Linked DNA regions of Drosophila melanogaster: region 1 is linked to region 2. A link is a contact called in public Hi-C data. All regions are on one chromosome and are shown on one strand. The core of a region is the stretch at or near the end of the contact, and the rest is flanking DNA. Distances in the headings are between cores, read along the strand shown. Region 1 holds the start of lncRNA:CR34006 (long non-coding RNA:CR34006). Region 2 holds the start of CG31121.

Evidence for each region. A called contact is a pair of places that touch in the nucleus more often than the background predicts.
Region 1: a contact with region 2 is called in a Hi-C map of the Kc167 cell line, with 1.6 times the contacts expected there. A contact is called at or near these places in 4 of 107 Hi-C or Micro-C datasets (the Kc167 cell line, brain, embryo and 1 more).

Annotation. Positions count from the first base shown.
Region 1 is chr3R:27,216,060-27,219,610 of dm6, forward strand. lncRNA:CR34006 (long non-coding RNA:CR34006) reads right to left here and starts at 2,125. Exons shown (of 3, transcript NR_125276.1): 1 at 1,667-2,125; 2 at 1,129-1,423; 3 at 245-1,077.
Region 2 is chr3R:24,892,702-24,896,165 of dm6, forward strand. CG31121 reads right to left here and starts at 1,904. Exons shown (of 8, transcript NM_170179.2): 1 at 1,484-1,904. It overlaps CG11069, which reads left to right and starts at 2,041. Exons shown (of 12, transcript NM_143050.2): 1 at 2,041-2,085; 2 at 2,314-2,470; 3 at 2,545-2,653; 4 at 2,715-2,905; 5 at 2,985-3,129; 6 at 3,185-3,464. The coding sequence starts at 2,411.

The DNA of each region.
Region 1 (3,551 bases), core at 875-3,374, 2.3 Mb after region 2:
AGAGCGTCAAGTGCGCCGGGGAAAGATGGGAAGTGGGCAACCAGAAGGGTTTGCCTTTGCAGAGAAAATATATTCCATTTGGAGTTTCAAATATATATTTATTGTACCTATTTAGTACATGATTCAAGGGGAGGTACAACTTTACATTACTGTTGAGTAGATTATATAAAAATCTTAAAAAAAAAATATTAAAAAATTTGTAATGTACTTTAAAGCTTGAACATGCTAGAAAGTGTGAATTTTTCTCAGTGCATCTGAGCTTATGGGCTGGGCATCCATCTATCGCATAGTCGGAGATTCCTTTCTTGTCTTGATGCTACATTTAAATCGTCATAATTCAAATTGCTGTTGGCGTTTTACATAAGTACTCGTATCTGGGTACGGGCAACACACCGATCCCAATCATTAGGCGAAGAAACGCTTTTGATTTTGCCTGATTATTAATGATTTCCGTTCGATTTATCACACGATCGATGGTTGTATAGTGCAAGGTCATCGAAGGAACGTGTTGATTACCAGCACACCGTAATAACAACAATAAATTAATGGGCCAGCAGCGGGATTTTCGGTGGATTTCGAGGCATCCGAGGGATTCGAGGGACGGACAACCCGCTGCTCCTCGTAGCCCCTTTCTTATTTGATGGATTGCGCCGGAGTTATTTGGGCACAACAAATAGGTTTCCCAGGTAACCACAATGAAATTTGTTTGCTAACAATGTGCGCCAGCCATTCCATGGATGAAATATCTCGTTTATTCACAACAATTCCGGGGCGTTAAATCGAACAGCGTTTTGTGATGATTCATTGCGATTTAATTTCCAATTTGAATGCTTTAAATGAACTTATAATTCTGATAATCCACCAAACGAAGCCTCTCGCTCTAATGCGCTCAATTTATCCGGCTCGGCTTGCCGGCTTTCCGAATTTGTCCATAATTTATATGTTCCAATTTGGTTACAATGCCGCAGGATCGGGCTACAAATATGTAATCCAACACTAATTGGGAGCTCATGAGGCGTCTGCGTCCACATCTTCTAATGGCCACTCGAGTGCTGCAAATGCCGCAGACAATGCTGGCTAAAAATGAAACTCGTTAAATATTTATGAGGAGCACGAGCACCGCCGTACCCGATCCATTCCATTCCATTCCGACCTGGCTAGCTGGCTATCTGGCTGGCTTTCTGACCAGATGTGTAGGCCATAATTGTGCACAGATTTTGATTTGCCGCTGCCATTGGCAGTAAGTGCGAGTGGCGTACCTGGCCAAAAACCCAGCCCCAGGTGCTGCTACCAACTTCCAGTTGCAGTTGCAGCTACCCCGCCAGTTCAGATGCAGTTCAGAGGCAGAGGCAGCCCTGACTCCGCTCGGCTTGCATTGCCTTGCCCATGGCCATATACTCGACTGGGCCCGGCTCGCACATAGCTGTAAATAAAAAAGTGGTAAGAATTATGACAAGATGGTCTGGACATGTGGATACTCATGACTGCCAGTAACTTAAATGATTTTCCAAAATTAATTGTTTGATGATATAGAATTCCTAACACTGTGTAAGGTCCTACTTTACTTTTAGACTTCATTTATATACCTTAAATTAATAAGTAATATGTATTTTCAGTATATTTTCTGTTGCACATAGTTTCATTTATAAGATGAGGCATAGCATACCCTTTGCTGCAGACGTACCCATCGAACTAAAAGAAGCGAGCCCGAGCTCAGTCCGTTCAACGCCAGAGTGGCGGTGGCCCATAGCTCTCGGCCATGCACGAAGGCGCAACACTTCAGCTCGAGCTCGAGCCGCTGCCCCGGGTTCCGACGTTGCAGGACCGCGGACCGCCGAGCTGATCTGAGCTGAGGTGGACCCACAACCTGTTTCGTGGGAACATTACCTAGTCTGGCACTGACTCCGAGCTCCATCGCCAACTTGGGCTGCAGCAGTCGGGCTGAATTGCGCTGACCACTGGGCCGCCAAGTGGAGTTTGGCGTTTGGAAATGCTATGGAAGCTGGAGGTGGGGATGGTGGGGATGGTGGAGTTGGAGGAGAAGTCGGATTCGGAATCGGAGGCTGACTGACTGACTGACGGACTGCCCGTTGGTGTTGTTGGCCGCTCATAAATGAAACCTGTTAAATGAATGAAATAAAGTGTTATTTGCTCGACTCACAAATGTTTCTTTGGAGCCCCTTTTGGGTTCTTTGGATTATGCGCCTTGCTGGGGCTCCGAATGGGGATGACAGCGTGAATGACACCTTGGAAACGGCATAGGAAATATTACAATAAAATGTGTGGCGACCACATGGGAATTTATTAATATTACCCGGCACTTTGCCATTGGTTCGGGGCATTAATATTTTATTTACAAGCTTCCGCTTAGCTCCCATTTAGGTGCTGCCAAGTTAACGCGATTATCATTAAGTTTTAAGTTGTAATAAACATTTGATCAGAAAACTATTAATTTCCGATTTATTTTATATACTTAAGTTGTATATATGAATGTAATGATCCATTTAAGGGGCATTCATCACGAACCTCTAGAACCGATGAATCCTAAAAATAATATGAGCTAATTCTGTTTTTCAGGTCGAAATCAAAAGACTTAAAACACGAACTAGCTATTTCCACTGCTGTGCAAATCGAGCTTCATTAATTATTAATTATAAACATTCGATTAGTAAACTATAAGTGTGTATCTACCTATGTTATATATGAAAGTAATTATCCATTTAAAAGGGCTTTCCTATGGGCAGAACCTCACGAACTCATCTCTAGATCCGATGAAGCCCCGCTTTTATACCTCACGTGTGTTTTGCTGGGTGTTTTTGTGTTTTTGTGTTTACTATGCTCTGGTTCTCGGACTTTGGGAGCTTTATGTTTTCTCAAAGAGCCGAGCGGGATCTGTAAGAAGTTTAATTTGATTTTTTATACTCCTTCCCGGTTGTCTTCTTCTTATCCGAACGCCAACTTGCTCTGCAGCCCTGCCCCACCACGTCCAAATGTCCAAATGTCCATGTGGCTATATGGGTGTATGGATATATGGATATATGGCTACATGGCTATATGTAGCTGCATGTGTGAGTGGCAGTGACTTGTAAATTTTTTGGATGTTGCTGGCCGGTGTTTTTGTTATTGTTTGTGCGCTTGTGTTTACCTACAGTAGTTGTGGCCTGCATGTTTTTTTGTTACCTTTCGAGTTGGTCTTCAACTTGAGTTTTATTTTTAACTTAATTTCTGGCCGACCAAGATTCCTCGAGCCTTCGATTCCCGCGCCGCGGTGCGTGTAATTCATATTTCACTGTACACGAGCCGCGTACATACATAATTCGCAAAGTTTCGGCCAAGCCATATAATTTGTGGCAACAACAAGAGCGGCAAATTGTGGCCATGTTGATCCGCGACGCATTATATGTACATTTAGCCAACATCTTATAAATGTGCGGGCTTTACATCATTTAGAGTCGCCGCGCAGACGTTTATTATTTCGCGAGATTTACATTTTATTGTATATGTTTTAATTTAAATTTATAACTTGTTTCGCTGTGTTCGTGGTCCGCCGT
Region 2 (3,464 bases), core at 654-3,153:
TCCGCGGCACGAAATTTTGAAAGTGATTGTGAGCGCAGATTGGCAGCTGCATCGAAATTGCAAAATGAATGTGAAAGTTGCTTAGCCGCGTGGTTATTCTTTATGAGCCGATATAGGAAGAGTACACGCCGGAATAAAGTATTTGCCTCTACCCAGCGAAAAATGTCTTTCAGACCTGTTATGGCTTTCACATCTTGTTCGAAATTAAATCCATCGCTCTCCGGGTCATCGAAATACGTGACAAACTTTATTCTTCTTTAAACATATATTGCAATCATTTATTACAGAAATGAGTAGATTAAATTGAATGGTTATATAAAGTCAAAGTCTTTTGCGTTATTGCAAAAAAAAAGAACCCATAAGCTATGCAAACTATTCTAAGGCGCATAAAAAGTTATTTATGTGCTTAAAGTATAAACATAAAAACAAATAATGGCTATAGTGCTCGATCGTAAGTTTAAGGCAGTTTTTACGAGGAAATGACCAGACCAAGACGATGCTAGCATCTGCGGGTAGAGCAAACAACCAGCGATCCCCGGAGAGCTAAGAACCCAGCTCCGCAAAGAGGCAATGGCAAAGGCAAAGACAGCCGGCCAAACAAACAAACAAACTGAAACTTGTATCTGTGAGATACACACTGGCACACAGCGAGAAATACTACATAATGATATGTGATATAAAAATGTTGGAAATATAATTTGAACTATTAAAAAACAAAATATCAAATATTTTGAATGAAACAGTTTACTAAATAATTAAATAAATTTGTTTTATTCAATTTGCAACAAGGATATATCTTTTTACACTATACTAATGCTATAGCCATTAGCTGAAACATGAAATGAAGCCATTTGATGAAACAAAACATAAATATTTAAAATATGATATATTGCTTGTATATTAGATTTATTATCTCGCTTTTTTTCCTGTGCAGCGGAGCAGTGAGCTGCAGAGAAAATAAAAGACAAGACAAACCGAGCCGAGTGGAGTTGAGTTGAGCAGCAGGCACTTGGCTGTTTGAGCGACTCCGGCTTTGGCTGGCACTTGGGTTCTGGTTTTGGCATCGAGTTGGACTTCCACTTTGGATCGCTTGGGCTCTGCAGGGCGCTGAGCGCAGGGAGAGCGGCAAAGAAGTGCCAGCAGTGGCAGTGGTGGATGGAGTGTGGGCTAAGATACATTTGCTAGACAAAACCCGCTCGCGGGATCTTTGACCTGCGATGGTGACGACCGCGCGAGCAGAACAGAACAGAACAGAAGAACAGAAGAGGGGGGGAGTACAAAAAAACAGAAGAACCAGAAGGTATTAGTATTATACCCAAAGGAATGGAACGTGGACCGTGGTGGATACTCGTCGGTTTCATTTGGTTCGAGGTGGCAAGTGCTGCCGTTGGCCTAATACAATTAACAGTAAATACCAGTTGGCCAGTTGGACTCTAATTAGCCGCTCGGTGACACTCATTCATAACTTGGGCAAAACACTTACATTACAATGTCGATCTGCTGGCTACACCGATGTCTGCATATTTTATATAGACCATATAGACACTGCTCACACACACACTCACGTCACTTGGATATTGGCCACTTTTTCCTTTTTTTATTTTTTTTTTTTTTTTGTATCTATTGGATATTCCGCGAGTCAACAAATAACCACATTTGCATGCACTTCCCGGTGGTCATTAAAAAATATTCGCCTTTGCACAGATATATGTGTGTATATTATAGCCCGTTAAGCCGTGAATATTTCAATTAGATTTCCAAATGCGTTTTATGTGTTTTCATATTTTTTTTTTGTAATTTTCTTCTGGGAACTGTGTGTTAGGGGGCCGCCAGAAAAAAATCGAATCGACGCGAACCGCGGATCGGTGGAGGCAACTCTCTCGGAGCTCGGCTCGCAGCGAACTGATCTGAACTTGGCCTCGGCCGCCATCTTAGCCCGCTTGCTTCGCCTGGAAGCGAGTTGGCCGGAGAGAGCCGCTTTCCAGGCGGAGCGGAGCGGTTCAAGCCATGCCAATTGGAATGGCAAGCAACAGTTTCAGTTCAGTTGGAACAGAGCGCTCAGTTGGTGAGGACGTGTTCGCGGAGGTAAGTGACTACCGAAGAATATTTTAATAAAGCATCTAAAATATCATATAAAATATGTATTAAAGTTTTTTGAAAAAATATGTGTTGGATTTTTCCTAATTGTTTATTGTGTAAAATTTTAGTTTTCAGTTTTAGCCAAATACCAATTTATAATCAAGTATCTCTACATCTCAATCTCACTTTTACACTCTTGATATTCTCTCTTCCCTCCCTGGAACTGAAAATCAGCTCCTAACAAACCACTCTTGAGTTACGAACAGAGTGTTTTCGGCCCAAAGAGCACGAGAAGTATAAACAAACAAAAGCGGCTCTCCCAGCGGTGGCTATGAAAATGATCGGCAGCGACTACGTACTGGAAGCCCACAACATTTTCCACACCACCGAGGTACGTTCTCTTTAGACTCGTGAAAACCCCCTGCTATTAAACCTTTATTGTTTTCTTTTTGGCCTGAACAACAGGTGGATGGTGGTGGCTGTTTCAATGGAGCCGGCAATTCGGCCCTGGTGCTCAAAGGCGTCAATCTAACCGTGCACAGCGGCGAGGTTATGGCCATTCTGGGCTCGAAGGGTATATTTTTAATTTACATTTTGTTAAAACAAAATAATAATAATCATTTTACCAACTTTAGGTAGCGGCAAGAGAGCTCTTTTAGATGTTATTTCTAGACGTGCCGATGGAGCAACTCGTGGTCAGGTGCTACTCAATGGATCTCCGCTCTCCAAGGCATTGTTCCAACAGAGATGTGGCTATGTCACCCAATCCTGCACCTTTGTTCCTGGTCTAACGGTGGCCCAAACACTACACTATACCCCCACTATAGTGAGTATTTGTATAAAATAATGAATATGAAGAGATTTTAAGTAATAACTGACTGTGTTAATACCCAAACCCTTCTTAGTTGAGTGGCTATCTGAAGAGTTCCAAAGTGCGCCAAGTGCTGGCGGATTTGGCCCTTTCCCAAGTGGCGCATAAGAGAGTGGAGTATCTTAATATCAGTGAGGCACGGCGTCTGGCTATTGGAATACAGTTGGTCAGAGATCCTGGTAAAATGATGAATATATCACAAAGATTCCTTAAATAACAAAAATGTTATTTTAGTCATGCTATTGCTGGATGAGCCGACCCATGGCCTCGATCCCTTGAGTGCCTATCTGCTGATATCCATTTTGTCCAACACGGCCAAGAAGACGGGCTGTGGAATTCTTCTGTCGCTGGAGAAACCTCGCTCCGATGTGTTCCCATTCCTGGATAGAGCCCTATTCCTCTGCCTGGGCGGAGTGGTCTATTCAGGAGGCACTCGTGCCATGCTGGAGTACTTTCATGGCATCGGATTCCCTTGTCCACAGCTCGAGAATCCCTTGATGTACTATCTCTGCCT